2 separate regions of the Mus musculus genome follow, and region 2 is linked to region 1. A link is a contact called in public HiChIP or PLAC-seq data. All regions are on one chromosome and are shown on one strand. Each heading gives the region's core, a stretch centred on a gene start, on an enhancer-like site or on the middle of the called end of the contact. The rest is flanking DNA. Distances are from core to core; before and after follow the strand shown. Region 1 overlaps Tmem131 (transmembrane protein 131). Region 2 has its middle 42 kb from the start of Vwa3b.

Region 1 (4,809 bases), core at 1,480-3,979:
GAAGCAGGTGCAAACCCCTAAGCATCCACCTGACTAGTAGACATTAGACACGAGAGGCCTAGTGGAACAGCAGTGCATGGCTTCTGCTGCTCACACCCTCCCTTAGAGAAGTGACTGGAGCAATGCCTGGCTCCCACCAACAACCCCACGATACTTACCTGCCTTTCACATCTGTTGGGATTTCTTTCTTAGCGTTTAAGAGCTTTTTGCTCTTGGGCTTCCCTTGAGACAGTTCACTTTCCTGTTTTTCAGGCACGGCTGGTCTCCCCTTGTGCTTCTCTGTATCCTGTAAAGACACAGATGCAGGTGCTCAGAAGGATTAGCAAGATGATGGAAATGAAACCATAACCCAAGACACAGCCATACACGGCAGCCTGAGGAATGACAGAGCCCCACTGCAGAGCTCCTTGCTGGCCTGTAGCTTTCTGTGTAAATCAGGCTTGGCCTTGAAATCCATGTTCACACGTCTGGGCTGCCTGAATGCTGGGTTTACAGGTGTATACAGTACGATGCTGTCCGCATAAACTCCCTTCTTGAAATCTGTTGAACCTCTATCAATGTTTTAGCTGTTTTTAACTTAGTGTAATCGTCTTTTGATGAGTCTTAAGTGTAAAGTCATTCAGATTACATTTATGTGCAGTGGGCAGTGGCAGCATCAATTAGTAGCTTCTTACTAAAGTACCGTGAGTAAAACCTGGTCTCTACTTATAAGACTGATCCAGTAGAGGTTATACGGCTGTATGTATGTATGTCTCAGTACTCTCCCCACAGTGCTGTGTGTATGTATGTCTCAGTACTCTTCCCAGTGCTGTGTGTATGTATGTCTCAGTACTCTTCCCCGTGCTGTGTGTATGTATGTCTCAGTACTCTTCCCCGTGCTGTGGGTATGTATGTCTCAGTACTCTTCCCCGTGCTGTGGGTATGTATGTCTCAGTACTCTCCCCGTGCTGTGGGTATGTATGTCTCAGTACTCTCCCCGTGCTGTGGGTATGTATGTCTCAGTACTCTCCCCGTGCTGTGGGTATGTATGTCTCAGTACTCTCCCCGTGCTGTGGGTATGTATGTCTCAGTACTCTCCCCGTGCTGTGGGTATGTATGTCTCAGTACTCTCCCCGTGCTGTGGGTATGTATGTCTCAGTACTCTCCCCGTGCTGTGGGTATATGTCTCAGTACTCTCCCCGTGCTGTGGGTATATGTCTCAGTACTCTCCCCGTGCTGTGGGTATATGTCTCAGTACTCTCCCCGTGCTGTGGGTATGTATGTCTCAGTACTCTCCCCGTGCTGTGGGTATGTATGTCTCAGTACTCTCCCCGTGCTGTGGGTATGTATGTCTCAGTACTCTCCCCGTGCTGTGGGTATATGTCTCAGTACTCTCCCCGTGCTGTGGGTATATGTCTCAGTACCGGCTTGCCAGAAGATGCTATACTTCTCTAGTCATTTGCTAAAATGGGAACTAAGTCCAATGCTCCAGCACAAGTTACAAATGAAATGGGATTAGACAGGGCACCAGGCCAACTGCAAGGCACTGCAAAGGGACAGTGGGACATGCGCATCCTATGTGAAACATGAAATCACCCAGGGAACAGAGCCGGGACTGCTTGTGAACTGATTTTTTAGGCCGTTAGATGGAGACCAGAAGCCAGATTCTGATCCGCAGTGTAGATCTGAACACACTCACCTAAAACAAGAACGAGTTGGAGCCTGCCTTTCCACTCAGCACTTACAAGCCACACTGCTGGACACGTGCACGGGGGGGGGGGGGGGGGTGGGGGTGTGGTGGTGGGGGGGTGGGGTGTGGTGGTGGCATGCTGGGCTCTGCTGCACTATTCTGAATGGTATGTCACTGCTGGATGCTGACCTCATGTGCTCATGTATCCTAGGCTGGGCTCTGGTTCCAGTGACCACTAACGGCATCTTGAACCTACTCTGTAGTGACAGTTTTGAGAATTCTTATATTCCAGTTTCTTTAAAAAAGAATGTTTTAAAATAAGAATGTTTCTGTTTTAACTCTAGGTGTAAGGTTGAAGGGCTGCTCGGACTGTCCATAGCAGCTGACCGTGATTTGCCTTGTGCCCTAGAAGAAGTATGGTTTTCCAGATGCAAATAATTTCTGTGATTGTATGGTGTTTGGAATTCCAGGAACTTTTCAGAGGGAACATAAATTCGAAGGCCCCGAGAGGTGGGTTGGGTGGTTACTGGTCGTTTAGTGAGGTTTGGTTGTGGTTTGTTAGTGGCCATGTTCAAAGAAGAAACAAAAGGAAAGAAATTAGGCTCAGAGATCTCTTTCTCCTCTATCCTTGTTTTTCTCTTATCTAGTGTTAGGGGGTAAAATGGGGATGAGGGGTGAGGGTTGGACAAAGGGTGGAAAAAAGAAGAACCCAAAAAGTAGCAAAGACGAGTTACATGACTCCCTCTGGGAGAGCCACTGTTGCCCCTGCCTTGGGGGTGGGCTGTTACTGAGCCCTGTTCCCAGCATTACTAGACAGTGAATAGGTCCAGTTCCTTCTCCTCTTTGACATTTACAGCCACGAACAGACTTCATGAGGTAGTGTGATGCTAATTACCCTGCTGCTCGCTAACTTTAGCAGCGGTTCAGTTTCTAATATTTCTAAATGCTCTTCTCAGGGGTGGGGGTGGGGGGAACAAAGTCACCCAGCCTCAGAGCTGGGCTGGTTTCTGCAGGGGAGAGTGCAGGCATGTTGAACACACAGGACACATGCTCAGAGGAGAGACATGACACAGGAGACATTAATGTGTACTGAGCTAGGCAGTCTGAGGCCCCACTGTGAACGCCCACATACCTCCCTGAGGAGTGGCTCTGTGTCGGGGTTGGAGGTCTCTGTGGTGGTGGAGGAGCTGTCGTCGTCGGCCAGAGCGTCCTTCAGCTCATCCTCCTGCGGCTTCCCCTTCCCCCTCTTCTCCTTCTCCTCCTGCTTCTTCGGAGGCTTGGCCTTACGTTGTTGGAGAGACTTTCCTTTCCCTGGGGATGAAAATTGGAGTAAAAACAGAGCTTGATCAAACAGCTTCAAACATAGAGCTGTTCTTAGTTCTATTAGGAGCGGCTAGACTCTGTCTCCAATTTTTCCTTCTTGACTTACAGCTGCCTGTCAGGCTTGTCTTTGTGAGGAGGTTGTTTAAAAAGTCAACTTTGTTGAGACACAACTGGTGTGCAATGGACTATACTCTTACAATACAGTTTGGCAAGTTTGTCCGCAGATCTGGCAAACTGGCCTGAAAATGTTTGCCAAAAGGTGATGGAGCTTTAAAGAGTCGCAACAGAGAAAGGCAAAGCCTCATGTGTTGGGAGATGGAGTGTTGGCGGTGCATCACCTGGGGTTGCTAACACCCCAGCTGGGCCCAATCCTGGCAGATCATCTGCAGGGCTAAAGTAAGGAATTACAAAAAGCCCTTAGGACAGTAGTGGCCACACAGTGTCACTAAGGACAGCATAAAACAGAAAGCTTAGTGACTTAAGAGATCCAGATGCTCCCAGAGCCAACCACAGCATAGCCTTAGCCATGTTCCAAGAGCCAGGAATACAATACTGAACAAGTCAATCCTTGCGGCATGGAGCTGACACTGTACACAGGCCTGGAAAGCTCCGATTCTACCACCTCCAACTGAGCCTTCAGCAGCAGCACCCAGACCTGCAGAGGTCACACTTGAAAAGTGTGTGTGTGTGTGTGTGTGGCTCCCTTTTCAACACACGAGTGAAAAGAGGGACTTCAGACTTGACTTCGATCCAGACTTCTGAATTTATCTCAAACAATGCCTTGCTAACTCCTCACCTGGGCATGGAAATCTTGGCAGGGGCTGGCAAAGTAGAGCCTACTTTACTTGACCTATGCTTGTTTTGCATGGTTTGAAGGTAGAGTAACAATATTTTTACAAAGTTAGAAAACCAAGGGCTGGAGAGTGGTTAAGAGCTCTGACTGCTCTTCCAAAGGTCCTGAGTTCAAATCCCAGCAACCACATGGTGGCGCACAACCATCTGTAATGCGATCTGATGCCCTCTTCTGGTGTGTCTGAAGAGAGCTACAGTGTACTCATATACATAAAGAAAATAAATCTTAAAAAAAAGAAAAAAAAAAAAAGAAAACCAAAAGTCTTGTCCTTGCTTGGCAAGGACTTCCCCACTGGGCTGCACCCCAGCCTCACTGGCCTCTACTGTGCTGTGCTCAGCACCTATGGTGGTGTAATGGCTTGCAGCACTCTCCTCACTGCACAGCACAGTCAGAGCACTCTGGCTCCAGGACACTGCAAGAGCCCTCTTCCTCTCCACCGCTGTCACAGTCTACCCACTGCCTTGTACTTCAGTCTTCTGGACTCATGGGGAGGCTCAGAGCTGTGATAGGTCTGGCCATGCTGTTTTCGGGAAGACAGTTACACTCTGCCTTGTTAGGTTTCGGTCTTGCTTTGGCCTGGCATTTCTCACTCTGCCCCCTTTCTTTCCTTTTGGAATGGCAATGTATATTATGTGCCATTGTGTGTTAGACATATGTGACTTGCATTTTGATTTTATAGGGGTTACAGGCTTGAGACTGCCTTGAGTCTTACAAGAGACTTGGACTACTCAACTCTGTTGAAAGTGAAAGACTGTAGGGACCTTGGAAGATGAACTACATGCATTTTGACTTGTGATATGGCCACAGACCTAAGGGGGCCAGGGAGTGGATGTGGTGGTTTGGATAAGAATGCCCCCTAAGGCTTGGTCCCTAGTTGGTGGAACTGTTTGTGTCCAGGGAGTGGGCTTGGAGGTTTCACATCAATCTCAGTCAGTAATGTCTTTCTGCTTCAAGATGTGAGCAC
Region 2 (4,809 bases), core at 1,010-3,509, 180 kb after region 1:
CAGTTCCCCACTGCTGCTGCTTCTGGTGCTCTGAGTCCCTCCTCACAAGAGGCAGGGGCTCTTCCCTCTCACTGTGTGTGACGGCTCAGGAAGATAAAAAAATGTCCCAAGGTCTCTTTAGGTTCTCGACACCATCTTTATCCTATCACGCTTCATTCCTATCCTGCTGCATGTTCTTGTAAACTTTCTCAGATCTTTGAGGAATAAAATGAAGTACAGGCCAAATTAAATAAGTGCTAATTCTTTGTCATGGTTTGGTGGGTTAATTACATAGCAGCATGGGGGGGGGCTGTAAGTTTCAGAGCCTCAGTGTCTCTGTGACATCTCCTCCAAGTGGCCCTCCATCATCATCCCTCAAACTTTACTTCTGCCTTTGAGAAGCTGAGTCCGAGAAGTCACAGGATCCTGGACTCACCATGTGGCCCTGTGGCTTCCTGTCAGTCCTCTCTAGGCTGAGGACTCCTTGGTGGCAGGGCCCTGGCCACCTTCACTCTTTATGCTCACTGGCATCTAATTCGGAACTTTGTCCTGGGGATTATTCAACAACATTCATGGTGGCAGATAGGAGGAACTTTGAGAAAGCCACCGCAGCAAACAGGCAGTTAGCCTATCTAAGGAAGGTTCCAGAACTGCTAGCACATGCTGCCGTTGAATGAACTAAAGGTAACCGTTCAGCTTCTTGGCGCCACTCTCTACATTTCTAGCACCGAATGAGCAGCTTCCAATAGAACGCTAGAAACAAACAACACAGATAAAGACCCAGCATCCCTCAGTCTCTTCCTGTTACAGGATCCTCCGGGCTTGCACAGTCCTGCTGTGCACCACTAGGCAATACACCGGAGAGGCTCTAGTGATTGTTACTAAGTCTCCTTAGCATAGCCCTATTGTGGCAATGCTAATGAGATTTAACCCTGAAACAAAGAAAGTCATTTGTGTGTCAAGTTGAAAGTGAGTGCTCCTCAGCAAAGCGATTGATAGACCTGATTCTTCCGCCCAGATCCTTTTTGTTTGGTTTCAGACCCCCGACCCCCCAAGGGACGGAAGCACATGTTTTACATATCAAAGCTGACCTGGCCTCCAGGTTCTCCCAGCATCCCACAGTCCTTACCTGGCACACCTTGACTCCAACCCTGAACTTTCCAGTCCCCCTCAATCCCCCCAGGCTCTTCCCTATATAAGCCAGACATTTTGGTCTTCCTCTCTCTCTTTCCCGCCCCCCCCCCCCCCCCCGTTACTTCCTAGCCCTTGTCTTTGGGGCCAGTGAACTCGTCTGAAAGCAGCTTCCCAATAAACCTGCCTTTAATATAATCTGATCTGGCTTGAATTGGCTCATTCTGCTGATGGAGAAATAATCTATCACTTTTGTATGTGATTCCTCCGCCTGGAACATTCTCGAAGTCCTGACGTCTTAGCCTTTTCTTATGAATAGATACATACGCCTCAACATGCATAACAAACAACTCCCCTCTTCTCTCTTCAGTTGGGGGGAGGATGTAGGAGCTGTTTTCTCACTCACTGGATCCTGATATTACCCTGTAGTGCCAGGATTGACAACTGACTAATGTGTCGTTTTCCTCCTCTTCTTTTTAAGTTATTTTTATTTGATGTGTATGGGTATTTTGATCCTGTATGTCTGCACCGTGTATGTGTGTACAGTGGCAAAGGCCCAAAGAGGGCATAGGACCCTCTGAAGACAGAGTTACAGGAGGTTGTGAGCTGTCATGTGGGTGCTGAGGACCAACCCTGTTGAGACAGGGTTTCACAGAGGCCAGGCTGGCTCCCCCACATCTTGCCTTCATGTCACTGTGAAGACCGACGTTGTCTGGGCCCTTTTTCTCTCAGCCCCGCCTTTCCTATTGTTAGGACTCGGGAATCTTGAGCTTGCTCGTTCTTCCGTTCTTCCGTTCGCAATGGACTCCTTGGTTTTGTAACTCAGAGTGTGTCTTTGTTGTGAGGAATTCTCCTTCTTTTGTCCTTGCTGATCATGTCTGGAGCCTGGCCACTCTCTCTTGTTTCTCCAGAGGCTGCCCTGACTTTTATTCCCCAAGGGATGCCCTTCCTCTTCTGTTTCGATTTGGGGTTACAGATAACTTTTCATTTCTTTGAAGACAGAGTCCTGTTCCTGTTCTCAGTCTCCTTCTTGCTTTGGGGTGATTTCTCAGATAAAAGGGAAACCGCCCTCTTCAAATCACAGTTTCAAAACCAGAAGTGCCCAGAAATGCTTTGCATACCCTGGGAGCTTCACTTTCTGGTGGCTGCTTGTTAAGTCCTAAGTAGGGAACTGAATGTGGGCGGAGAGTCCGGACTTTTCTGGTGCTACCAATGCTCGCACTGCAATTAAAGTGAGGATTATCAGATGCTGTCTCTGCGGATGGCAAAGCTGGCCTATGTGGAGGCCATGATGACACAACACAGCCTGTTCCTCTGCCTGGTGGCTGAAAAAGGTCATACATTTCATATGCCTCCACAAGGCAAAAATGTAAACAAACAAAAACCACTATAAGGCCATTTTGGCTGGGCTACAGCAGGCTGGAGAGCTATGGTGGAGTAGAGAGATAGCTTTACATGTTGCCTTGACACAGTCGGGGGTCTTCTGAGAGGGACTCACAGGGGGGGACTGTCTAGATTAGCTTGGCTTATGGACATGTCTGTGAGGAATTTTCTTAATTGAGGTAACTGAGGTACGAAAGAACCACAAGAACCATTTCCAGGACTGGGCCTTAGACTGAATAAAGAGGAGAGAACCCTTTGAGGGGAAGAATTCTTGCATTTAGTCTCTGTCTTGACTTGGATGTGGTTAATTGTGTCAGCTGCTTTGGCTTTCCTGTTGTGATGGACCGTGATCTGGAATTGTAAACCAAATGAACCTTTCTCCTCTAAATGGCTTCTTGTCCTTGTAACTAACTGGAAAGGAAACAAAGAGAAGCATCAAGTTTTGCAGGGGCTGACTTTTTCAAAATAAGTGAAAACAATGTCTTTATTTGTGTCGTTATAACAAAACACCTGAAATAAAGAGGGTTAGTCCACACACAGCTTCAGGGCTTAAACTCCAGTATTGCTTAGTCCATCTGTTTGTCCACTCTCTAAGTCACAGCCACACTGGCTGGTCTCCCCTTACATAGAAAAAGCTCATGCCAGAGGGCTGAGTGCAGCATGTAGAAGAGGAAGATGCTTGTGGGAGAGATCGCATGGCAAACACGCAAGAGGGCCAGAGGAGCAAGGCAAAGTCACTGGGTAACAAGCCACTCTCACTGTGACTAATTGAGTCCCAAGAGAGCAATCACACTCCCCAGAGACTTAACTCATTCGGTCCTTTAAGCCACCTTTGTCACCATCGAGAAGTCAAACCATAGTGGGAATCAAATACCAAATAGCCCAGCTAGGGAGGAAAACAGCACCCCGTGGTCTCTTACAGTCATCCGTGAGTGAAGAAAAGAAATAAAAAGGGAAGGACATGACTGTTCCTACGCATGGTGGAGGAGAAGTTTATTATAGATGTGGGTGGGATTGCCAGGAGAGCAAAGCCAGAGACAGTCACGTCTGGGAGAGTCCAGAGTGGTTATGACCCTGAACCAATGGGTAGGGGTGGGGAGTAGGGGGAAGTAACCAAGTACCACAGCCAGGAGGTCAAAGGTGTGAACAGTGCAGAAAGGAAAGGGGAGAGTAACCAAAAATGCCTGGATTATATAGGGAAGAGCCTCTGGGGGAAGGCAGCACGGCCGCTAGGCTGTACAGTTCAGGGTAGAGGACGGGGTATGCCAGCTGTATCCTGTAACAGGTAGGGACTGAGGGATGCTGGGAGAACCAGCTCTGCTTTGCCGTGTAAAGTAGACACTTCAGCCAACTGTCCCAGGTTTGAAGCTTAACAACTGGCTCCCAACATCATTTCATTGAGGACTAAGCTGCAACATGCATGATTTACATTTTTTAAAAATATTTTTATTATTGCAAGGAATAGTTGGCTCACAGAAAATGAACTCAATGGTACTTGGAGCGCTTTTTGTTTCATTTTGCTTTTTTTTTTTTTTCTTTATCAGTCTTTGGCTGGTTTGTTTTGATTTTCTTTGTGTGTGTGTGTGTGTGTGTGTGTTTCTTTCTTTCTTTCTTTCTTTCTTTCTTTAGGAGAGAGAAAAAACATGAAGTTGGGTAGAGAGGGAGAGGGGAGGATCTGGGAGGAGTTGGGGATGGAAAACATGACCAGAATGTATTGCATAATTTGTTTTTCAATAAAAATAACTGTGTTATTAAAATTTAAAAAAAAAGCAAAGGGCATGACTTGGTTCTAGGTGTGGCAAAGGAGAAAGTTTATTATAGATAACAAAGCCAGGGATAGGGACATCTGGGACATTTCAGAGTGAGCCCGACCCTGAAGCAAGTGAGGAGAGCCAAGGAGTGGGAGACAGGGAACCAGGTACAGCGGCCAAGGGGGCAAAAGGGTTAAAAAAAAAAAGCATGGGTAATTGAAATGTCTGGATTGTATAGGGAAGAGAGTTTGGGGATAGAGGGCCAGGTATGGCAGCTGTACCCGGTAACAGGTTGGGACTGAGGGATGCTGGGAGAACCTGGAAGTTAGGTCTGCTTTTGACGTGTGAGGTAAATACCTCAGCTGTTTGCTCTGGGTTTGAGACTTCACAGGTTTTTTGTTTTTTGTTTGTTTGTTTGCTTGCTTTTTGAGACAGGGTTTCTCTGTATAGCCCAGGCAGAACTCACAGAAATCTGCCTGCCTCTGCCTCCGAAGTGCTAGCATTAAAGGCATGCACTACCACGCCCGGCGAGATTTCACAGTTCTTCTCATTATTATAAATACAG

What was found. HiChIP or PLAC-seq counts read pairs in DNA pulled down with a chosen protein or histone mark.
Region 2: a contact with region 1 is called in an H3K27ac HiChIP or PLAC-seq map of embryonic stem cells, with 11 read pairs. The contact joins two enhancer-like sites. A contact is called at or near these places in 4 of 115 datasets of contacts at active chromatin or transcription factors (double positive thymocytes, embryonic stem cells and large pre-B cells) and 1 of 9 other capture datasets (adipose tissue).

What each region holds. Positions count from the first base shown.
Region 1 is chr1:36,801,667-36,806,475 of GRCm38.p6, forward strand. Tmem131 (transmembrane protein 131) reads right to left here. Exons shown (of 41, transcript NM_018872.2): 32 at 2,802-2,980; 33 at 159-286. Among named protein-coding and RNA genes, the nearest start is that of Zap70, 42 kb to the left of the region's middle. Within about 2 kb of position 2,730, at least 17 of the 459 cell types and tissues checked have an H3K27ac peak or open chromatin away from gene starts, as enhancers often do. A contact at or near this core is called in embryonic stem cells, where this site is marked.
Region 2 is chr1:36,985,117-36,989,925 of GRCm38.p6, forward strand. No RefSeq gene overlaps it. Among named protein-coding and RNA genes, the nearest start is that of Vwa3b, 42 kb to the right of the region's middle. Within about 2 kb of position 2,260, at least 51 of the 459 cell types and tissues checked have an H3K27ac peak or open chromatin away from gene starts, as enhancers often do. A contact at or near this core is called in embryonic stem cells, where this site is marked.